Regions from separate parts of the Mus musculus genome. Here regions 2 and 3 are each linked to region 1. Evidence: chromatin contacts called from public HiChIP or PLAC-seq and capture Hi-C data. All regions are on one chromosome and are shown on one strand. Each heading gives the region's core, a stretch centred on a gene start, on an enhancer-like site or on the middle of the called end of the contact. The rest is flanking DNA. Distances are from core to core; before and after follow the strand shown. Region 1 holds the start of Rnf32 (ring finger protein 32). Region 2 has its middle 22 kb from the start of Htr5a. Region 3 holds the start of Paxip1 (PAX interacting (with transcription-activation domain) protein 1).

Evidence for each region. HiChIP or PLAC-seq counts read pairs in DNA pulled down with a chosen protein or histone mark. Capture Hi-C pulls out chosen DNA fragments and counts their contacts.
Region 2: an H3K27ac HiChIP or PLAC-seq map of embryonic stem cells shows a contact between it and region 1, with 5 times the contacts expected there. The contact joins the enhancer-like site here to the promoter of Rnf32 in region 1. A contact is called at or near these places in 1 of 39 promoter capture datasets (hippocampal neurons), 2 of 115 datasets of contacts at active chromatin or transcription factors (embryonic stem cells and epiblast stem cells) and 1 of 9 other capture datasets (adipose tissue).
Region 3: a contact with region 1 is called in a capture Hi-C map of embryonic stem cells, with 6 times the contacts expected there. The contact joins the promoter of Paxip1 here to the promoter of Rnf32 in region 1. A contact is called at or near these places in 6 of 39 promoter capture datasets (the 3T3-L1 cell line, cranial neural crest, embryonic stem cells and 3 more), 3 of 484 Hi-C or Micro-C datasets (CD4 T cells, Th1 cells and rod photoreceptor), 6 of 115 datasets of contacts at active chromatin or transcription factors (T-cell acute lymphoblastic leukemia, differentiating embryonic stem cells, embryonic stem cells and 2 more) and 1 of 9 other capture datasets (embryonic stem cells).

Annotation. Positions count from the first base shown.
Region 1 is chr5:29,193,107-29,197,615 of GRCm38.p6, reverse strand. It overlaps Rnf32 (ring finger protein 32), which reads right to left and starts at 1,623. Exons shown (of 10, transcript NM_001289757.1): 1 at 1,504-1,623; 2 at 971-1,036.
Region 2 is chr5:27,817,711-27,822,636 of GRCm38.p6, reverse strand. It overlaps the pseudogene Gm20239. Among named protein-coding and RNA genes, the nearest start is that of Htr5a, 22 kb to the left of the region's middle. Within about 2 kb of position 3,511, at least 13 of the 459 cell types and tissues checked have an H3K27ac peak or open chromatin away from gene starts, as enhancers often do. A contact at or near this core is called in embryonic stem cells, where this site is marked.
Region 3 is chr5:27,788,941-27,793,644 of GRCm38.p6, reverse strand. Paxip1 (PAX interacting (with transcription-activation domain) protein 1) reads left to right here and starts at 2,095. Exons shown (of 21, transcript NM_018878.3): 1 at 2,095-2,446. The coding sequence starts at 2,366.

The DNA.
Region 1 (4,509 bases), core at 374-2,873:
AGATGCCCAGGAAAGCAGCATGCTGTTTGTGTTTTGGCAAGAAGGGAAACAATGAAGAAGATGGGTGTATGGCACATGCCGACTGCCTTCAACCTGGCCAACACACAGGCGGACAGAATATGGGGGACAGATACCGAGTCCCAATCTGCTTTCTACTTTTTTTGGGCAAGCGACTTAAGCATCTCTGGCTTAGTTTTGCATTTATAAAAAAAAAAAAACCACAAAAATGCTGACATTGCAGGATTATTATATTAAGAGAAAACCTCCTTAAGGGCTTCCAAGGGACTGTTCTGCATAAGATACTCATAAATGGTGACTGTTGCTCCAATTCCCTTAAAAATGAGGGGACAGACTGGGTATTAACCCTTCTAGTTTTGGGACCAGGCTGTCCATAATATTCTACAGTGGAGAGAAAAAGCACCTTTTAAAAAGCAACCTAAGGGAATAGTATCAAGGAGCTAACTTTCAGAAAGGTGCTCACAGAGCAGCTTAGGCATTCATGCATACATGGGGCCCTGGGTTCTAACCCCAGCACTGCAACACACACTTGAAAAGATTACAGGAAAGTAAGTCCCATAGGAACTAATGTGTGAGACACCTGATTTAAGACAAAGAACCAGCAGCTGTTCAGACCCTTCAGAAGCCTAGGGCAGTTTTCAATGTGCTCACGTTCCCCTTACTTCTCAGTGCTGGCATGGAGATCTATGAGAGAAGTTTGTATGCAGTATTCCTTACCGTGGCCTTGGCTGGAGGAAGGCATGTAAAATACTAAAGGGTCACTGTTATTATTTTCCAAATTCAAAATGCCTGTAATTTGGCAACGCCAAATATGCATCATAAAAAAGTTCACTTTTTCAACAAGATTCATACCATCAGTAACCATAGGTAGCTACTTAGTCTACAATTTCACCAGGTTTTTATTGTACCGTTGTAACTAACATCAAGGTAAGAGCGTTAAAAATTGCCTTACCATAGTCCCATAGTATTAGCAAACTGACAATTGAAAGGATAACGAAACGTGTCAGATGTAGTCCAACTGTATGAGAAAACATAGAGAAGAGGTGACCCGTTAGTTTAGCAACAGGTGAGAAATACACAACCTCTGCCTGGCACTGACAGCCACAACAGCAAACTGCCTGTTTGTAATTAGCTTGCGCACGGTTAGGAGGCTGTGCTAGGTAGGAAAACACAGGACTAGGCGACAAGACATTTAATCACCAATTGTTTTCAGTGATCAGAAGGCAATTAATAAACGCGTCAATAGAAATGCACTGGAGAGATGGCATATAAATTTAAAATACGCCCCCAGAGACAAGAGAAGTCGTTGGAAATCTGGTCCGTGAGGTCCCTCGTTATATCACAGCCTTGTGCAGCGCAGGCAGGATCCGCGGACCGACCACAGCGACCCGGACCTCCCGCCCCAACACTACCCCGCGTTCGGCTCTCGCTCCCTTCTCTGCACCAGAGCTTTATACTTCAGACAGCGCTGCGGGACAAACTCACAACGGCCTTTCCTGTCCCTCAGCTGCACCTTTTCTGAACGGCTCCTCGTTGCCACGGCAACCAGCGGCCTCTGCGCTTCTAGGTGCGCACGCCCGCCGGCCGGCTCCGCCTGGCTCTCAGTGCGCATGCTCGCAGGTCCCCCCTCCTCCCCCCCCCCCCCCCCCCGCAGTCTGGCCAGACATCCCCCAACCCCCTTCATCTCACCTGCTGCGAGCGGCTGGCTCCGCCCGCGCTTACATCATGGCTCCGCCCCTCGCGTATCGTCAGCGTCCGGCGCTGGTGCGGTTACGTCGTCGTGAGGCGCGCGTCCTAGGCGCGTGGAGTGGCGTGCACGGGCTCTCCCGTCTCTTCCTCGGACGTGTGGTTTTTGAATGGCGTCCTTTCCGCTGCCCTCCAGCCAGGCTGCGTGATGCGTCCCGAGGATGCGCTGACCCGTGCGGCTCTTTGGAGTGCGCTTTCTGCTGTCCCCTCAGTCGAAAGACTTGATAACGGCCCCTCGACTGTTTTGCGAGCTGTGTGGCGTCGCCATCCGCCCTCCTACTGTTGTCACGATTGTGTCTTGGCTCCCGGTATCGTGTGGCCTGTTGTGTGTTGCGGGATGCAGGCCTTTTCACGTTCGCCCCTTCTAGTGGCTCCTTCCAAGATCTAGGGTCTCAAGGCTTCTCTGAAGGTGAGGGTGGAGAGAGGTGTCCTTGCGGCTCCTGGCCTTCTGCACTCTGAGACATTGCCTCCTACCCCTCTTAAGTCTGCATCCCCGCGCTGTCCTTTGAACCAGGCTTGATTCCCTGGGGTCCTTTAAAAGTCTTTCACTTCTTGGTGCCAAGCAGAAATATTGTATTGATTTTTCTCCTGCCTGGAATGCCTTTTTGTACTTTAATTGTACATAATTCACCTGGAAGTGCAAAGAAAACACAAGAAGGCGAGATCCTCCATAAAGTAAAGTCTACAGAAGTTACCGAGCTGGAAGATTGGTATTCTGTCACTAAGAAGTCCCAAAAGTCATTATAAATCTGGTACACATGATAAGTCTCTGGAACAATATAATTTTAAACTCCACTTAAAAGTTACAGATTTTTTTCTTGGCAATGAACTTTCTGGATTGGCTCTTACTACTTGAAGCTTGTAGAAGCAGATTAATAGCAGGCCAACTGTTTTAAAAGTCAAATTCACAATGAGTTAGTTATGAATTTTCACATGCTAGTTCAGGTGCTTTCAAGAAGTAGTATAATCTTAGCTTTTGTTTCAGTGAGTGATGCTTTTAGGAGAGCAGTAGGCCCACCTTTGTGCTCTCCTAAGACTGGTTTTTATTGAAGCCTAAGAGGGTAAAGCTTTTGGATGCCATTAGCTAGACCTGAGTTTAAACCTACATTTAACTCTTTGGATGTCTGAATTTTAACAAGTTGCTTTATTGTCCTGAGTTATGGGCTTCTTATTTTCAAAGGGGCCTTGTTGCATCCTGTCATTGGACATCTATTAATTACCCCAACAGTAGTCCTGGTCATTATTCTGTGACTGAATATGTGGCCAATCTAAACTAGTTGGAAACTCTGATACTATGATGAACCATCATGATATTATACGATGGGGGCTGGGGGGCTGGCCTAGCTGGGCTAGTCACAGGAACTCAAGTGAGTTTTTATTGGGGGGAGCACTGGAAAATTCCTTTAATTCTTCCTACTGAATGTGGGAACAAGAAAAGACACGAAACTGCAGCTGCATCTGCTCCATTAGCATCATAGGGTAAGAGCCTGAAGGTGTGGAGCTACCAGGTGAACCTTAGAAGATTATACAGGAAATGGCAGAACTGGGATTTGGACACAGTCCAAGATGGGTGATGTAGTTTGAGCCCTGGAGCTAGCCCAGCTCTTGGTCTTTTCATCTATTGTGGGTCTAGTTTTCTGTTACTTTGAGCAAAAAGAAATTCAATGAAAATAGGGATTCTGTTACCACAACTTAGGGTTGTGATGAAGTTAAAACATGATACTGTATGTGAATTGCTTTGGACAATGCCTACTAATTCTGTCTTGAGGTATTTCTCTCCAACTTTATAAAGTTATAAAAAATAAAAATCCCATTTAAAAATTCCCCACCTTATCCAAGTATTTAACTCATGATGTTTTGCTATCTAAAATAGGTTGGCCAGGAGATATGCTGCATCCTCCGATTTTGAAGACTAGTGGTTTGATTTTCAAAATATTTTTTAAAATTTTCTTTTGAGTCCAGTAACATAGTCCTATATCCTGGCCAGTGCAGGTACTGGTAAAGGATTGCTGGTCCTTTTACCCATCTCTTAAAATATGTGAGTTATAACATGTTGTCACTCATTCTTTTTATCCTAACTTTTGTAACCCAGTAATCACTCCTTTCCATTGAACAAATGGGTCAGTCTGGAAAGTGGAAAAACAGACTAGTTCTGAGTTTCTGCCCTAAATTATTTTCTTTTTCTCTGCATGACTCCTCTGAACATTTCTTAAAAGTTCAGGTCTTCTGGTGGCAGCTTCCCGAGCTTTTCATTTGTTTAAAAAAATGTTTTGTTTTTTTGGTATCCCCGGGTGGTCTGTAACTTGTTATATAGCCTAGTCTGTCCTAGGATAAATCAGTCTTCCTGTATCCTTCCTGATTACAAGGAATTCACGTGTGCACCATCATGCCCAATCTTTTCCATCAATTTTTAAATGAAATTCTTTGAGGTAACATCCATGTAGAACAACACTGATCATCATAGAGTGACTAGCTCGGTGGCATTTGATATGTCCACAGTGCTGTCGTGGTGTCCTCAAGTTTTAAGACATTTCTGTAGGGCACAGTGGAGATAAACCCTACACCAATGTTACAGTCTGCTCTACCCTAGCCCCTAGCAGCCACCAATTTATATTCTGTGTCCATAGACTTAGATGTACCTATACAATACATAAGTGTTTGGCTTCTTTTATGTGGCATTTTTCAGGTCCTTTGATATCATAGCTTGACAATGCTGCTATACACTTATACCACAATTGATTATGA
Region 2 (4,926 bases), core at 2,262-4,761, 1.4 Mb after region 1:
GAACTAATCAAACCCCATGACAACTGAATACAATAAGACAATTTATTACTTCAGAAACTCATCAAAATAAATACATACACTAAGAAGAAACTATTTTCACTTAGAATTCTACATAATGTGTTCAATTCTTACTCATAGGCATCTAAAAAAATTAAAGTCAGTAAAGCACCAGTCTGTTCCTTAGAGTTCCCATTTGCCATTTCTTTTGAGTAAACATCTCCTTTTTGTATGCAGGGTTCTTCACATTATGGCACTTTCCACGGTTGGCAGCTTCCCCCACTCGCTCCATCAACACTGGACTCTCAGGCCAGCCTGCAGTCTAACGCTAGGACCGAGGGGACATTCAGGTCTTTGATTCAGGGATGAGCTGCCAGAATCTTTCTTTTTCTTTTTTGTTTGTTTGTTTGTTTGTTTGTTTGTTTTTGATATTTTCTTTATTTACATTTCAAATGCTATCCCGAAAGTTCCCTATACCCTCCCTCCGCCCTGCTCCCCTACTCACCCACTCCCACTTCTTGGCCCTGGCATTCCCCTGTACTGGGGCATATAAAGTTTGCAATACCAAGGGGCCTCTCTTCCCAATGATGGGCCACTAGGTCATCTTCTGCTACATATGCAGCTAGAGAAATGAGCTCTGGGGGTACTGGTTAGTTCATATTGTTGTTCCTCCTATAGGGTTGCAGGGTTTTTGCTCAGAGTCAAGGACGATATTCAGCGACACCTCCCTCTGCTTGCTTGTCTCTGCTGAAGATCTCTGGGCCAGCCCTGGAAGGTTTTGGAGCGGCTCTCTGGATCCAGCGTGGAGCCTTGTGGCTTGTGTTGGCTCACTGGGTGTTGTGGCCTGGGAAGCCAGGGTCAAATGTACCCACACTTGGCTGGGCATTGAGTCTAAGCTGCATGTCTCTAAGAAAGACCTCCTTTTGAAGAAATTCTTCTAGCTGAGGTATATTTCTTCCCAGAGGTCATCAGGAACCATAAATACGTCCCCCACAAACATGTACTGAAGCAGTCTTTTTGTAATAATTTCTCTCCAGGACACCGACTCAGTCACAAACTCTCTGAAGTTATCATTTGTTACAATTATACCCCCAGTCTTGTCTGCTAAGTGTAGCAGGAACTTGTCCTCATGAGAAGCAATTCTTTGCCCAGAGATCACCCGGGCAGGAGTTAAAGATAATATCGCAAGCTCCCGGAGCTGGCTTAAGAAGTGCTGTTCTGTGACTTTAGAATCCTGATTTGTTCTCCACTGTGGAACAAACACAGTGATGTTTCTGTTGGCGAGCTTCCAAAAATATTCAACTATAATCACTATGCCGCAGCAACTAAAGAACTTTTTCAGACCATGAGAAATTGCAATATTACCGCTGCCTATCACAATATGCTTCAAATCTGCTCACCCTGGTTCATTTTTTTTTAATTTCAGCTTGTATGGTATTTTTAGGGTATCTTGAAATCTTTGAACCCCTGTGTGTGATGAATACATATGGTCAGAGAGAGGTTCCTGACAATTGTGCCTCAGTATCCGAAGTTAGCAGTTGGGTAGTGGCAACAGTGGAGAAAGTTGGGAAGTTGAAGAGAGCTAGCTACAAAAGCCAGAACGTTTTCATAGGCCGGCTTCATATTATTTGGAAGCAAAGTTTCTGCTTACTGTTGAAAACCATTTTGGGGCATTTGTTCTGAGGCAACCAGGAAAGCTAGTAGGGCTAGTTTCCTTTCCTCAGTTTCCTTAAGGGCCGGTGCAGTAGGTTTGGTAGCTGTCTGTCGTGATTCTCAGTTTTATTAGGTCCCATAGGTGCGCAATTAGGCACTTCCTGTTCTCTTTGTTCCTCTGTCTTTTGTCTCTCAAGCCTTTGCACTATCATAGTTATTTTTTCTTGTTGTACAGCTATTTTTGTTATTGCATGACTAGTTTTTCAATCTCTTTTGAGACTTTTTTCTTGTTGTATACTTATCTTTCCAACCTCTTTTTCAAGGAAATATATAAAGGTCACAATTGAAAGTAGGTAGGGGTTTACTCTGTCGATCACAGTTGCAGTAAGTGCCAGGATGGCTTTCTCAAGTATCATTTGTATCCTGTCAACTCTTTTGTTTTAAGGGATCTGAAATGGAGTGTTCCATGTGTAATGCAGGCAAAGTCTTGCAATACAGTTAAAATTGTCCTTTGTGCTGTTTTACTGTAATTCACCTGCTTTGTTCCTTGTTCTGGGAGGTAGGTCTCCTGAGTCTCCCGGCACCCAGCAGAACCTGAGTAAACAATGTTTCTCTCCAGACAACCCCTGGTGAATTTTATATGGGGCTTTCTGTCAGAGGACTCCTGTCCTCTGCTTCTTGCAATGTTGGTGGTATTTGTAGCCATTCACACTGGGGTTTTCTTCGAGACACTTGGGGCACCAGATATAAGCCAGATATACTAGATGTATTTTTTATTTGCCAGATGTAATTGTTGTCTCTGAGGCTTGCATTTGAATAAGTTCTGCTTCTCTCTGAACTCTGGCTGGCTGGGTCAACTCAGCTGGTACAACCTAAGTCCTCTCAGGAAGACTGACTCAATTTGGCCTCTCTAGAATTCTCAAGGGATTGCTTCCCTTGGCCTCAAATTAGAACATGGCAACATGTTCTAATCTTCTGGCTCCTTCTTATTTTCTGGCGTGAACTGTTTGCAGAATCACACAAAGGAGCTCAGTTGCCACCAATGCCCTCACCAAACGAACAACTCCACTCAACTAGACTGAACAGATCTCTCTCTCTCCTTGTGTTGCTCTTAAATAGTGTTTCTCCTGAGAGTTGGGTATGTCCTATCTCTGACACATTCAGTCAAAAAAATCAGAAAGTTCTGATTGGCCTCTTTGCCTCTCAATTTGATGTCATTGTTTGGGATTAAAAGTGTGTGCTATAGTCGGCCATCACTGGAAAGAGAGGCCCATTGGACACGCAAACTTTATATGCCCCAGTACAGGGGAACGCCAAGGCCAAAAAGGGGGAGTGGGTGGGTAGGGGAGTGGGGGTGGGTGGGTATGGGGGACTTTTGGTATAGCATTGGAAATGTAAATGAGCTAAATACCTAATAAAAAATGGAAAAAAAAAAGTGTGTGCTAAAGGATTCTAACCAGAGGGATTCAAAGTATGTACTAAGGGTGTGTCTGCATGACAATTGGATCACTCAGACCTAGAAGGTCCTTGGATGTGACCTTCAGAGCAGCCTTGTTGCTGGATTAAAATTCCTTTACAATCAGGGAGAGAGCAGTCCTTTGTTTATCCTACCTTGATGCCTGGCTTGCTGGGCAAAGCTGTTTAATGACCAAATTACACAGAAATCAGTTCCAATCCAATTAAATCAACTCTAGGCCGCTAAATACTGGAGGAGGAAGACAAAGACTTGAGTTCCACCATGCCCAAGGAAACTATGGGAAAAGATGCCAACAGATTTGTCCTCAGCCCCATGGTACATGCAGACCATAGACATACAGAGCTCTGTCACCCCCACACAGCACTGTTGCAGAAGGTGTTGTTTACTTGAAAAACCTGTTTCTAGTTGTGGTTGGCTCACTCTTACCACATACCTTTAATGCCTGGGTGCAGAATACAGACAGCTCTTTTTTTTTTTTTTTTTTTTGAGAATGTACAGGTGTTTTATTGCTCACCTCTCAGACAAAACACACTTCCAGCCACTTTCTTCCACAGATTGACAGTGTTTACATGTATATATATAGACGTGGAGAGTGACTCAGCCAGGCTTTTGTCTTCTGCAGCAATAATGAAGGGCCTCCTGCACTGAGCAGGACTCCATCTCACTTCGTAGTGCATGTCCATCACAAGAAAGGTCTCTTGCCTAAAGCAAGCTAACTTGTATCTGCTGAGCCTGTAGCATTAACTAGTGCGTGAAACAGATATCTGCTCGCCATTTCTTCTAGCGAATTTCAAGTAAAAACAAGGGTGAAGGAGGAACTTTTGTCTCGGATGGATAAGTGCCTACACTTAACTAACAAACTAAGTTTACAACTTAGTTTGCTTTTGTTGTTTTTATGGATTTTAGCCATGTTCATGGATTTTGGAGGAGCATATGGTACAGTATTCCACCAACAGGATAAGGCTACTGAATGTGCTATCTGCAAAAGAGTTCATGTAATAGGAACCAACCCAACAGGTCTACCAAAAAGAAAGGTGACAAAATCTCTCTGAATGCCCATCAGGGCAGAGCTATGCTCGGAAAGTAGACAGCAGAAGATAGTCTACAAAAAACACACATGGGTTGTTAATATGAGGAAAGTTTCCCAGCAGTAAATATTAAAAAAGTCTAGGCAAATCCTCATTTTCAAAATTTGCATATTGAAAATGTGAAAACTATTTTATTCAAGTAATTTCTTCAAAAACCATGTATGTTCCAACTGGAATAGTCTACTGGTCAACTAAAGGCAACTTAAATTGTGTTTAAAATTTGTTTCATAGAAAGAAGAGATATGTTTCTTAAATAAACAGTGTTATGTAAAACTGTTTAGTAATAAAGAGAGAAAGAATTGAATGAAAACCAGCAAATGGTTATCCTAAGCAGGAGTATGCCTACTACCTGTGGTCTTACATTCATTCCAAATAGATGTTGGATTCAGGATTCTGAAACTAAGTTTCTATTACTTGAGCTCTAGCAAAATATGAGTTTCTGTAGCCTCAACTAGTATAATGTCTTCCTTGTCCAAATCCAGAATGACTATACTGATAGCCTCCATGTTGGAAGTGCTGTTCAAACTGGCCCCTTTATGATAAGTCTGGCTCCCGCTTCCTCCCCAGCCTCCTCCCTGGCTTCTGCATCCTCCCTGATCCCCTCGACCACCTCTTCCCCCACAACCACTGCCTCATTCACCATGGTGCTCACCGTCTTGGAATCTATTGTCCTGCTGGATCCACCTCCCTGGTATCCATTTCCTGTATATG
Region 3 (4,704 bases), core at 846-3,345, 1.4 Mb after region 1:
TACTGCTGCCAATTATTTTCTGATCCGCAAATGGAGTCATGATATAAAGTTTAAGAAGCTAGGCTGCAGCCTATACATTTAAATTGAACTTAGTAATACCTAACTTGGGCTGGAGAGGTGGCTCAGTGGTTAAGAGCACCGACTGCTCTTCCATAGGCCCTGAGTTCAATTCCCAGCAACCACATGGTGCCTCACAACTATTTCTAAGGGAGTCTGATGCCCTCTTCTGGTGTGTCTGAAGAAAGCAATGGTGGTGTAATCATATACATAAAATAAATAAATCTTTTTAAAAAAATACCTAACTTTACTGGGTGTGTAGTCACCTAAACAGAACAACTAAATGAAAACACTGTATACTTATCCAAATGTATTTTTAGTTTATTAAAGATTTTTTAGTTCGTTTGCCTGCATAATTTGTATGTGTAGGGCTTCAGAACTCTTGTAACTGGAGGTGCAGACAGCTGGAAGTTCTCATACACATACATCATTCATACATAGAAACACACATGCACACACACTCTACTGACTTCCAAAGCGCCATAAGAAAATACTATCTCAATCATCTCCTTTGGTTTCTCATGGCAGAGGGGACTGTACTCCCATTACTGTGTTTTCTAGTTTCACATTCACTTTTTGCCTGTGCTTGTAGTACCCAGTGCTTGTAATAGTCTCAGACACCAGAAGGGTATTGGAGCTCCTGGAACTGAAGTTATAGGTGGCTGTGAACATCCGTGTGGATGTCAGGAATCAAATCTGGGTCCTTTGCTAGAGCAGTAAATGATCCTAATTGCCAAGCCATTTGTTTTTAACCTAACTGAACTCAGTTTATCCAACTTAAACAGGGTGCTTATTTTCTGATCGCTGTAAAACAAAATGGCTCTGCTCTGAGTTCGTTTGAGACTATAAGAACATCAACACCCGGGGGGGAGGGGGGGGCGCTGGGGAGATGGCTCAGCGGTTAAGAGCACTGACTGCTCTTCCAAAGGCCGAGTTCAAATCCCAGAAACCACAAGGTACAAGGTGGCTCACAACCATCAGTAATGAGATCTGATGCCCTCTTCTGATGTGTCTACAGTGTACGTACATATTATAATAATAAATACATCTTAAAAAAAAAAAAGAACAACACTCTATCTGCATGAAGGTCACAGAAAACACAAAACTTGATTAAAGAGCAGTATCACGAGTTGCGGGACTTGTCATTCTGCGAGCGCCCCACAGCAGTTTCAGCTTGTCATTGTTTCCTGTAACTTTACACATCCATATTTAATATAATTATCTGCTAAGATAATTTTTATAGATTTTGCTGTTTACCTTTAAAAACTATGTTGACCGAGGGTTGGACGGCTCAGCAGTTCAGAACACTTGGTTCTCTTGCAGCATCTCCAAATTTGGTTCCCAACACCCACGTGTCGTGTAACTTCAGTTCCAGGGGATCCTGAAGCCACCTTCTGACTGTTGTGGGCACCAGACACTCACAGGGTGCAGATACATACATGCAGGGAAAACTCCAATACACGTAGAAAAATGTACATTTATTTAGAGAGTGTGTGTGTAATGTGTGTACGTGTGTGCGCAACAGTGTGCTTGTGGAGGCCAGAGAACAACTTGCTGGAGCCGGTTCTTGCTTGCCATCACGTGTGTCCCAGGGATCGAACTCAGATTGGCGGCAGATGTCTGCCTGCTGAGCTATGTCGCCGGCTCCTACTTTGCTCTTAACCTGCCTCATCGAAGATCAGTTCCCCGCCAACTACCTCAGTAGATGCGGAAGGGGCAGACGAAGGAAAGTAACCATTAGCCAGGGTCTGCCTGACTCTGGGCCGGATCGCGTGCTGTCCAACAGCAGCGCTGGCGACAGCTGAAGAGCGAACGCTGGATTGTTCAGGTCCCCTTCCGTGCCGAGGCTCCGCCTCCTTGGCGCATGCGCTGTCAGGTGGCCGCACGGGGTGACGGGAGTCCCGCCCAGGACCCGCCCCCTGGCTAGTCCACTGCGGCCATGTGAGGGAAATAGTCTCTCTGTGTCCTCGGTTCTCGGTCGTGAAAACTCGGCCGGGACAAGGCTGCCATGTGCCGTACGAACTATTGTAGACCATCAGCACTGATGCCCGAAGCGGTGGTGTAAGGAGCGCTGTGCGGCGCGCAAGGCGGGAGGGTCCCACATACTCCCCTGCCGAGCTGGTGTGGTGGTACGTGCCTCAGGGCGCGCACGGCTCCCGCGCTCCGGGCCTCGGACGGGCGGGGGCGCGGGTCCGAGTGCAGCTGCGGCTGCGGGCCGGGCTGTGCCGCCGGGCAGTAGGCAGAGCTACGACGCTGGGCGCGGCGGGCCGGGTGACGCGGGGCCGGGCGCCGCCGCGCCGCCGCGATCATGTCGGAGCCGGCGCCCGAAGTTCCAGAGGAGCTATTCCGCGAGGTCAAGTACTACGCGGTGGGCGACATCGACCCGCAGGTACCGCCCGCGCGGGGCCCCTCTGCCGGGCCATTCCCCCCGCACGCCCCCGCCTCGTCGCGCGCGCGCCCTGCAGGACCCCAGGCCGGAGCCGCGGGGCACGCCGGGCAGCGAAGGGCCGCGGGAAGGGCCTCGCGAGCACCGACCTAGCGCAGCGGCCGGCCGAGCATCTTGCCGGGGCCCTGCTGAGCGTGTCCCTTGCCAAGGGGCCTGTCCTCCCGGCCCCTGATTTTTCCCTTAGGGTGGATTGTACGGTAGGTATGGAAGGTACCCTTGCTTACACGGTCACCGTGATTCGTGCGTGTGATCGTGGGTCTGAATCCATCCACAGGACAGTGGCTGTGATCGTGGTATCTTCAGGACAGTGCCCCAAACATTTCTTTTCTAAACTATGCTTACAGTTGTGTCGCCTTCGGTGTCTGGTAATGTAAGCTAAACGGGTCCTAAGGAAGGAATTGTCCAAGAGCCACTGAGCTTGGCTTTCCAGAGACTCATACTTGTATCCTAGTAACCAAAGTCCGTTGGGTCTTCGGTTGTGTGATCAGTGATTGTAGCTGACTTTTTCTAGTACCGATCACCCCACTACTACCACCACATTTCTTCTTTTACCCTTTCTTGTTCTTCGTTTTAGGACTTTTGCTCTTATAAGGGCCTTGGACTAAATGTCACTTAAAACCAAGAACACATTGAGCTGCGCTGTTTGCCCAACTATGTGTGAAATCTGAGTGCTTTAAAAAAATCCCCCTTGTAAGCCCTTGTATTCTGAAATAGTGCCTTCTTTAAAAGGTTTAGAGCCAGGGCACCCATTCTTTAAGTTTTGTAATACAGATTGAGGAAGCTCACAGGTGGTGAGCACCCCAGTACAGTCTGGGCATCGGGCCTGGTACACGGAGTGCCGTAGAAGAGTGCCCTTGAATACTGAGTCCTACAAATACAACAGGTGGAGGTGCTGGAGGTGTTGAGTGTTAAACGGATATTGAGTCCAAGAAGTTGTTTGTGTGGAGTGCGTGTGCTAGGCATTAAAGGCATTTGTGTATACTTGGCCCGAGTCCTGACGGTCACTGGGCATAGTTACAGTGTGGCTCCTGTGAGATGGAATTAGTAATGCGCAGTTTGAGGAGGTTTGAGTGTCCTTGCGAATACAGAGAAAAGATGGACAGCGCAGTCAGACTTGTTTCTGGAAATTTGTCATGAAGAGAAAGCCCTGGGACCTGAGAAGGCGAGGCCAGGGAGGGCTTGCTGTGTTCATGTTTCTGAGTGATGCGAGGCTAAAGCCGGTGGATGAAGTCTGTGTATGAAGGTAAAGTTACTTGGTCCAGGGAAGCCAGCTCGTGGCTGGGGACTGTCGGTTTTCCATGCAGTGGGTACAGACCTCCTCGGCTGCTCCAGTTCTGAGATGGTGCTTGCAGACTATTCGAGACTGCATTGCTTTCAGCTCTTCCTTGACTCCGGCCTGCACACCACTGTCAAGTTGTTCTCCTCTGATGCCTGGTGGCTGCCTCGTTGACTCTCAGAACTTTGACTCCCATCTGCAATAGGTTATCTCTGGAGAGCCACATTCCTCTCTCAATGTGACCGAGAGACTCTCACCAGATCACACAGGACCAAAAGTAGTGTGCCCACACTGAAACCCAGCAGTGCCTCTTCCTCTCTCTGCTTCCAGTCAATCCCTCCGAGAGATGCCCGCATTTCCATTTCGGCTTTTCTGCTGTGCTTACACCTTGTCTAGTTACTGTGTGATTAATTCTATTCCATTCTGTTTGCTGCTGACATTTCTCTAGTGACCTGCCTCTTCCAGTAGTGAGAGTGGTCACAGTTGTGTCTTAACAAGTACTCCCATGTTGATGTCCATCTGTAAGATCTGGTGGTGCTATCTTCATTTGCGATATCCTTCCCTGACTTAAGGAAAGACTGCTATGCATAGCACTAAAGACTACACTGACCATGACTTGCTGCAGGCCAGTGTTAAGTAGGATAACAGAGCCCATAAACTTTAGTCGCCTGCCTTAACTTTGGGACTTGCTGACCATGGTTGGATCTGAGTTCCCCCGCTAGGCCCTACCTTGGTATATATATTTTGTTTGATGAACATCTATAAGTTAGGATTCTCCTGGTGGGTCTCTGCTTCTAGAAACTTCCTAACAATAGTGGAACCAGTCCTCAGCCTTTGGGTTGGATACCTGGAACAGGTACTCTATAGAACTCAGCAGGTGCTGGTGTATGCTGTCTGTCTGGTGTATGCAGATGGCTATTAACTG